Linked DNA regions of Mus musculus: regions 1 and 3 are each linked to region 2. A link is a contact called in public Hi-C and HiChIP or PLAC-seq data. All regions are on one chromosome and are shown on one strand. The core of a region is the stretch at or near the end of the contact, and the rest is flanking DNA. Distances in the headings are between cores, read along the strand shown. Region 1 overlaps Npl (N-acetylneuraminate pyruvate lyase). Region 2 overlaps Nmnat2 (nicotinamide nucleotide adenylyltransferase 2). Region 3 overlaps Ncf2 (neutrophil cytosolic factor 2).

Region 1 (2,718 bases), core at 110-2,609, 410 kb before region 2:
TACAGGATACATCTCACCCTTTGTTTTTCCCATCTAGGTTTTGGAGTGTCGCAAACCAAAGCCATCATGACGCTGGTCTCTGGGATTCCAATGGGCCCACCCCGGCTTCCTCTGCAGAAAGCCACCCAGGAGTTTACTGCTAAGGCTGAGGCCAAGCTAAAGAGCCTGGATTTCCTTTCTTCCCCTAGTGTAAAGGAGGGGAAGCCTTTAGCTAGTGCCTGATAAGTCTGGGTGTGTAAGCTTAGACTTATCTATCTTCAATAGTACATTCTTTTCTCAGGGACTTTTTTAGGTGAATTTGAACCCATCTTTATTTTAGGAAGTAGAATCCCACACCAATCAAATATTGATTATGAACCTAAACTTTTTTGTTATAAAGGAGTCACAAGCTCTAAGTCATTCATTTTGTAAAATTATTATAGAGAAATCTCTACTTATACAGATGCAATGGAACCAAGTGAAAATTGTAATAGTAATTACAATTATTAATTAATTACATTAATTAATATAATTCATATCACTATATTAATTGCTACATTGGTTATATTATTGCTGAATAAATTTCACCTGCCTTTTGGGAGCACTTATTGTCTTAATCTTGTTTCAAAGGTTTATAATTTGAGTATTGTCTTAGTTAGGGTTTTATTGCCACAAAGAGAAACCGTGACCACAGCAACTCTTACAAAGAAAAGCATTTAGTTGAGATTGGCTTACAGTTCAGAGATTTAGCGCATTATTGTCATGGCAGGAATCATGGCGGCATCCAGGCAGACATGGGACCGGAGAAAGAGCTGAGATTTCTACATTTGGATCCGCAGACAACAGAAAGAGACAGTGAGTCACCAGGCCTGGCTTGCACTCCTGAGACCTGCTTGTGGGTCAGGCTGTGAACTCTCAGCTGTTGCTGCTGCCACACTTTTACCCAGCTATCAGGGACTCTTAACTCTAAAACCATAAGCCCAAGTAAACATTTTTCCTGTAGAAGTTGCTCCAGTCATGGTATTTTGTCACAGGAACATAAAGTAATTAAGACAGTATTGGCCAGGTGTGGTGGCGCATGCCTTTAATCCCAGCACTCGGGAGGCAGGGGCAGGTCAATTTTTTAGTTCGAGGCCGGCTTGGTCTACAGAGTGAGTTCCAGGACAGCCAGGGCTATACAGAGAAACCCTGTCTCGAAAAACAAACAAACAAACAAACAAAAAAAACAACAACAACAAAAAAAGACAGTATTTGAGTCGCGTCTTTCTAGATCCTCTAAAATAGGACTCTGCCAAATTGAGAGGGGTTCATTGACAGTGGAGTCTCCTGGACTGGTGCTGAGTCAGATGTCTTCCTTTTAGGAACTTCCCTCTGCACACCAGGAGCCTCTTCTGGCCACACTAAGCCTTGCAGTCTGTGGGCTGAGCAGGTTTTCCTCACACTCCTAGAAACTCCCCAGTTTATACAACCCCCACCCCATCCTGTCTAGCCGGGGTGGGTGGGGGGAGGGCAGTGGTCTTCTGGGAACTAAGTGCAGGCCTGAGATCTGTACAGAAGGAACAGCCTCTGCTTGCAAACCCAGCTCAGCATTAACCCTGCTGGAGGGGGGTAGTTAGGGAAGTCAGACATTCAAGAATTCTTATTTCAACATCCATGATCTTTGCCCTGTCGAGGATTAGATTCTCAGCTGGCTGACTTCAGGCTCAGGGCTCTTACTGCAAGGTTGCTCTGAGTCACCTGCTCAGCTGCTGGCCACAAGGAGTGGGCCCTACCACCGTGGGTAGCCTTTACTACCAGAGCCAAGCTGTCCCCTGAGCTTCATCTGTCCACATCTGGTCTTTGCGTTCTGCCTCCTGCAGCTGTCGTCCTTCCTCTGCAAGCCTGGCAGCTTGACCAGAGGCTCTAGCTCTTGGGAGAGTCCCTTGAATCAGGCCCCTAGGGCTGCTCAGTCCTACTTCCTTCTCAAGATGGAATCTTGCCATGGCCCTCTGAATCCTGGTCTTTGACAAAATGAACTTCTCTGCTTCGGCAAAGAGGTGAAGAAGTCACTATCTCACCAAAGTCCCAATTAGACTTAACTAAAAAACAAAACAAAAAACCAAACCAAACCAAAAAAACTTACACTGCCAAAAATAGGACTGGTTTTTTGTTTGTTTGTTTGTTTTGTTTTGTTTTGTTTTGTTTTTCAAGACAGGGTTTCTCTGTATAGCCCTGGCTGTCCTGGAACTCACTTTGTAGACCAGGCTGCCTCTGCCTCCCGAGTGCTGGGACTAAAGGCGTGCGCCACCATACCCGGCTCAAAAATAGGACTCTTCAACAAGGTATCTTGCCTTACTTTTTGTTTGAATCTTTAAATTCCATTTGTTTGTTTGTTTGTTTAGTGTATGCGGGAATTGGAGAACAGCTTGGAGTCGTTGGTTCTCTCCTAATGTACAGGTTCTGGAAATCCAACTCGGGTTGTCAGGCTTTGTGGCAGGCACTGTAAACTCCAGATCATTTCACCTACCCGTCTTAGTTACTTTTATATGGTCGTGATAAGACATGGTGGCCGGGCTGGTGAGATGGCTCAGTGGGTAAGAGTACCCGACTGCTCTTCCAAAGGTCCAGTGTTCAAGTCCCAGCAACCACATGGTGGCTTACAACCATCCGTAACAAGATCTGACGTCCTCTTCTGGTGTGTCTGAAGACAGCTACAGTGTACTTACATATAATAAATAAATAAATCTTTAAAAAAAAAGA
Region 2 (2,704 bases), core at 122-2,621:
CCAACCCAACCTCACCACCACCACCTTCAGGGCTAGCGCAGGATGGCTGGGCTCTCTAACAGCAGCCAGCTACATACGTTGGCATAAGGACTCGGAGCCCCTCCCCCACCCCACTGTTACTTTCCTTTTCCCACCCTTCCTTTCTGAGACTGTAGCCTAGGCTGGCCTCAAACTTGCTATATAGCTGAGGTTTGAACTCTTGGACCCTCCTGTCTCAGCCTCCCTAGGGCTGGATAACAGGCACTTATTTCTGTGTTCTCTCCACCTAGAGTGGGCCTCCTTCAACAAGTGCTAACACGGCAGGGATGGGATGGAGGGAGACCTCTGACTGTGAAGATGGAGTATCCCAGTTGATCAACTGTGCGCTCTCTTTCTGAGGACGTAGCCTTCAGCAAAGGGCTCAGGAAGCAAGGCTGGGGCCACCTCCCCTTTACCCGTGGTGCTCCATGCCTGTCTTGCTTTTTTTTTTTTTTTTTTTTCCTCCTCCTCATTAAGCCCAATTTGAATTATCCCATTGAGGCTCATTGTCATTTAAAATTGGTAGCAAATGGTGAGATTCAACTGAGTGACAGGAAAAGAATCTAGAGATTCTTGACATTCCTCAGAGTGTCCTACATCTTAGTGCACATCTTAGGCTGCCCAGGTTTCTGCCTTATCCAGCGTGTTGTATCTGAGACAATGAGACCGCTTGTGCAGAGCTGACCACTAGTCTTCCAGACACGGCTGCTACCATGGTCCCTAAGAGCCCGGGGGCTTTGCCTGACGTACACCCCAGGGCTGGGCAAAGGCTTTCAGATGTTGAGCTTGCCCCTGAGAGTCTCTAGATGGGATTGAGGCAGAAGAAAGTAGCCAGCATCTATCTCATTGTCAGAAGAAAGTAGCCAGCATCTATCTCATTGTCTCTGGTTCTTCCCTCAGGGAACACAATGAAGACTGAGAGCTTATGTTATCTCTTTGGCACAGAACCTTAATTTGTCTTTCTACCCCCAGGGCCTGGCAGTGACTGGCACCCAGAGGGGACTCAGACATGGTGAGTAGTTAGGCCAGCAATTGATGTGGTTGCAGAGCTAAGAGGGCTGCCTGAGAGATAGCCCCCGGACAGTTTAAGGGCGATTTCACAATGTCTGAATGTCATGCTTGGGAAGAGGAGAACTGTGTCACTGGCATCTGGTGGATTGGACACTGCTAAGTGGCATCCTACTGTGCCCAGGGCAGCTCCACAACACACAATGCCTGCCCCTAAATGCTGGCAACACCAAGGCTGAAGACCCTGAACTGGGATTTCCATTCTTATGCTAGGACTCACACTCTTGCCTAAGAATAATATGAGACTTAAAAAAAAAATAGGCTAAAGCCCAGAGAGGCAGAGTGAAACCTCTGACTCACCCCACCCCGCCCCACGCCCGGGACCAGTGCAGATGTGCTTATTGGTAATGGCCCTGGTAGAGTCTGTGGTCCCACATGAAGCCACTGGAGGGCAGCAGTGATTTCCATATTTCCAGTCCACAAGCCCTTGAACTGGGAAAGCCATGAGGGAAGCAACCAACTGCTGAAAACAGAATGGGCTCACTGATGCTAGGAAAGAAAAAAAAAAAAAAGATGGATTTTCCTTGTGGTGTGCAAGGAGCCTGTGAGTACCAGGGCCTTGCAGGACTTACTCACTTTGCCCTCCACTGGGTCTGCCTCCCTCCGCTGGTCATCTTGACCCAGGGCCAGCAGTCAGGGCCAGTACTCTCCCTCCACACTCCCTGCTCAGGAATTCCAGCTATGTGTAGCCCAGTGGCCCATCCCAGTTCCCACGGTACACGGAGGCAGCTGCCACCTGTATTGCTGTGAACCTGGAGTCTGTCTGTCAGCAGGGGCATCATGGCTCTCCTTTTCAGAAGCCAAGAATTCTTCATTATCCCTCCCTGTCAGACACGGGGATCCCTTTCCCTTCCAGAAAGCAAAAGCAGTCAGAGGAGGCTAGCCAGACTGGGGAGCCAGAGGGGATTTCCCCCAGCAGAGACAGCAGAGCCTAATTCAAGCTCTCGGGGCGGGGAAAAGACAAATTACACTGAAAAATCCTAGGACTGTTCTGAGCTCTGCTGGACTGAGACAGGCAGCAGGGTGACAGTTCCTACAGGGGACTGCAGGGATGCAGAGCTTAGAGCTTAGAGCTTAGAGCTTTGAACTCAGCGCTGGCTGCTTTGCCTTTGGATCCTCTGGGCTTACAGAACTTGCTTGCTTTGTGGCGATTGGCCAGAAAGCCAGGTGCCCACTCTCCTGGAGACTTCAGAGCTGACAAGCTGATGTGTAAAGGATGTTAAAGTCTAAAAGGTAAATAAGAGGTGAGGCTCTTGAGTTGCTTTGGTTCAACGAAGTCTAACTGTGTGCTAACTGCACTCCATTCTCACTAATGCCTCTGCCAATTAGTAACCAGTTGTCAACATTTTACAAATAGTTCTAGGAAAGCAACAGGAATAGCCCAGGCACGACTACATCTCAAAACGTTATCACATCTGCTGGTTATCATGGTACTTAGACACACCAGCCATCTTAAGATCACAGCAGGAGCCCAAACCCGAGTGCTCCCTCAGAAGAGTATCCACAAGGTATCTGACACATCTTTAGAAGTTAAATCCGATCTGGTTGGATACCAAATTGCCTCTCCTTCTAGACATCCACCAACTTGACCCTCCTCATCATCTTCGGCCTCCAACTC
Region 3 (2,731 bases), core at 78-2,577, 280 kb after region 2:
CATGGGTGAAGCCAGGATTGATTCGCTTTCATGATGAGCCTTGTCTTGGGACTGCTCAGTCCCGCACAGAGAAGCACAGTGAACGTCCTCATTAAGGACATTGTTGAGAGGGCTGGGTAGCCAAACAACCAGCCAGTGGCTGTTTCAGGCTCCTTGCCGCTGTGCGCTAATGATGACTTACTTACAATGAGGTCAGGCTTGCCTCCCCTTCCCAGAAAAGCCTCTTGCTTACTACTCCTTGCATAACTGCCTAGAGAAAGCAAGCCAGCCTTCCTACCCACAAAAGCTGGAGGTCCTGATTGAATACCAAGACTACAGAAGAAAGCCCGATCCATCAGGCGCTGTCACGCTCCCACAGCCTGAGTGGCAGCGGACCACTTACTTCTCCATTCTGTAGTAGAGCATTCCTCTCTGGAAGTAGGCCACTGCAGAGTGCTTGTCTCTGTTGATGCTTTTGGTGAAGGCCTGCAGGAGGAAGGGTCCATAAGGAAGTGTCAGAGTATTGCCAGGGAGAGGCAAGACTTGTGTCATAATGATTCGGCAATTCAAGGTGACAAAACTGGCCCCGGGGTACAGAGATCTTGGATCAAAATGCCCTGGGGTGTTATTTCCTCTTTGCATAGCCTGTGGTAAATTACCTAATCTTCTTGAACCTCCTTGTTTTCCTCTGTAAAATAAGTGATGGGGACAGAGAGATGGCTCAGCAGATAAGAGTGCTTGCTGCACGTCCAGAGGACCTATATACACTTCCCAGCACCCACATAGTGGCTCACAACCTACACTTCCCAGCACCCACATAGTGGCTCCCAACCATCTGAAATTCTAGTTCTACGGGCTCTGATGGCCTCTCTGGCCTCCTTGAGAATCAGGTACGCACATGTTGTCAAAACAAGCATGCCATCAAAATAACCGCTCACATTAATTAAAAAAATTAATAATAAAAATAAAATAATAGTGATATAGTTAGAATGTATATTGCATTTTCTTGATACAAATTTATTGTGTGATCATTTATATCACTAAATAACAAGTAAGAAAACATATATAATATTATTCATATTGGATTAAACAGAAAGACTATGACAGATGAGATGAGAGGCCTGGTGACAGAAAAATGGAAAGAAAGATCTTGACCAGTAAGGGTAGAAGTCAGGGATCTGAAGGTGTGAGGTGGCCTTTGGTCCAGGCCAGGTTATAAGCATCCAGGGCCTATGGCAGAGCCTTGTCTGGGAGAGCTGCCTCCGTTTGTCTCCACAGCTCTCAGCTCTGAGGATGCAGCCGCACCCCTGAGGGAAGTAGGAGGAGGCATTCCTCCCTCCAGGCGGAGGCTGGATGGGGGCCGTGCTCTGCACCATCTGCTTGCTGACCGGAAGAGTCTGAGCCTATCCAGTACCTTCCTCTCCTCCTGTCAGGATGTGGATGTGTTTTTTCACTGGCTGGTCAGAGGATGAACCAGTGTGAACTGGTTCTTTGGAGGTGGTGGAGGCTGGGGAGACGTTCTGTAGGTAAAATGCTGGCCTCACAAGCCTCACAGCCTACAGAGTCCAAGTTTAAAAACAAACAAACAAACAAACCAAAACCAAAACAAACCAACAAGGGTGGAGTCACATCACATCCTTTCTAATCTTAGCGCTGGGGAGGCAGAGACAGGCTTTCTAGCCAGCTGAACCGAATGTGCAAGATCTGGGCCAATAAGAGACTGTACTGGCTGGTTTTGTGTGTCAGCTTGACACAGCTGGAGTTATCACAGAGAAAGGAGCTTCAGTTGAGGAAATGCCTCCATGAGATCCAACTGTAAGGCATTTTCTCAGTTAGTGATCAAGGGGGAAAGGCCCTTGTGGGTGGTGTCATCTCTGGGCTGGTAATCTTGGTTCTATAAGAGAGCAGGCTGAGCAAGCCAATGGAAGCAAGCCAGTAAAGAACATCCCTCCATGGCCTCTGCATCAGCTCCTGCTTCCTGACCTGCTTGAGGTCCAGTCCTGACTTCCTTGGTGATGAACAGCAGGATGGAAGTGTAAGCCGAATAAACCCTTTCCTCCCCAGTTTGCTTCTTGGTCATGATGTTTGTGCAGGAATAGAAACCCTGACTAAGACAGGGACCCTTCCTAGAAAACAACAACAACAACAAGAAGCAGGTGAAGCTCCCGCGGAGCTGTGAGATCGAGTTCAGCAGACAAAGGCACTTGCTGTGCAATCTCAGAGATTTGGGGTCGGTCACTGGATCCAGGTCAAAATGGAAGGAGGGAACTCCACAGAGTCGTCCTTTGATTGACACATGTGCGTCATGACATACGTAGCCACCCCCACCCACATCACACACGCACATGTACACACACACACACCTAAGCAATCAAGAGGCCTGCTGGTCATGTTGAACACCTCTGATCCCAGCACTTGGGAAGCAGAGGCAGGCGGATCTCTGTGAGTTCAAAACCAGCCTGATCTGTAGACTGTGTTTTAGGATAACCAGGTCTCCACAGAGAAAAATCAAAATAAAATAAAGAGAATCGAGCATGTTCAACTCCGGGCCAGAGAAAAAGTATTTTAAAAAGATGCTGATCGGGAGGCAGAGGCAGGCGGATTTCTGAGTTTGAGGCCAGCCTGGTCTACAAAGTGAGTTCCAGGACAGCCAGGGCTATACAGAGAAACCCTGTCCCAAACAAAACAAAAAACAAAAAAAGATGCTGAAATGCCCTATCCCATACCCTTGGTGAACTTCATGACTTAATTA

The links. Hi-C and Micro-C count contacts between places; a contact is called where the count stands out from the background. HiChIP or PLAC-seq counts read pairs in DNA pulled down with a chosen protein or histone mark.
Region 1: a contact with region 2 is called in a Hi-C map of embryonic stem cells, with 2.3 times the contacts expected there. The contact joins two enhancer-like sites. A contact is called at or near these places in 5 of 484 Hi-C or Micro-C datasets (CD8 T cells, differentiating embryonic stem cells and embryonic stem cells) and 2 of 115 datasets of contacts at active chromatin or transcription factors (embryonic stem cells and extraembryonic endoderm stem cells).
Region 3: a contact with region 2 is called in an H3K27ac HiChIP or PLAC-seq map of embryonic stem cells, with 9 read pairs. The contact joins two enhancer-like sites. A contact is called at or near these places in 1 of 39 promoter capture datasets (the C10 cell line), 1 of 15 datasets of contacts at CTCF or cohesin (the NIH/3T3 cell line), 1 of 484 Hi-C or Micro-C datasets (embryonic stem cells), 8 of 115 datasets of contacts at active chromatin or transcription factors (embryonic stem cells, epiblast stem cells, large pre-B cells and 1 more) and 3 of 9 other capture datasets (adipose tissue, embryonic stem cells and liver).

Annotation. Positions count from the first base shown.
Region 1 is chr1:153,500,877-153,503,594 of GRCm38.p6, reverse strand. Npl (N-acetylneuraminate pyruvate lyase) reads left to right here. Exons shown (of 12, transcript NM_028749.1): 12 at 38-579. The coding sequence ends at 222. Among named protein-coding and RNA genes, the nearest start is that of Dhx9, 15 kb to the right of the region's middle. Within about 2 kb of position 1,359, at least 68 of the 459 cell types and tissues checked have an H3K27ac peak or open chromatin away from gene starts, as enhancers often do. A contact at or near this core is called in differentiating embryonic stem cells and embryonic stem cells, where this site is marked.
Region 2 is chr1:153,091,173-153,093,876 of GRCm38.p6, reverse strand. The region is part of intron 7 of Nmnat2 (nicotinamide nucleotide adenylyltransferase 2); the gene reads right to left. Among named protein-coding and RNA genes, the nearest start is that of Lamc2, 94 kb to the left of the region's middle. Within about 2 kb of position 1,371, at least 133 of the 459 cell types and tissues checked have an H3K27ac peak or open chromatin away from gene starts, as enhancers often do. A contact at or near this core is called in adipose tissue, differentiating embryonic stem cells and embryonic stem cells, where this site is marked.
Region 3 is chr1:152,808,652-152,811,382 of GRCm38.p6, reverse strand. Ncf2 (neutrophil cytosolic factor 2) reads right to left here. Exons shown (of 16, transcript NM_010877.5): 3 at 383-465. Among named protein-coding and RNA genes, the nearest start is that of Ncf2, 9.9 kb to the right of the region's middle. Within about 2 kb of position 1,327, at least 77 of the 459 cell types and tissues checked have an H3K27ac peak or open chromatin away from gene starts, as enhancers often do. A contact at or near this core is called in adipose tissue and embryonic stem cells, where this site is marked.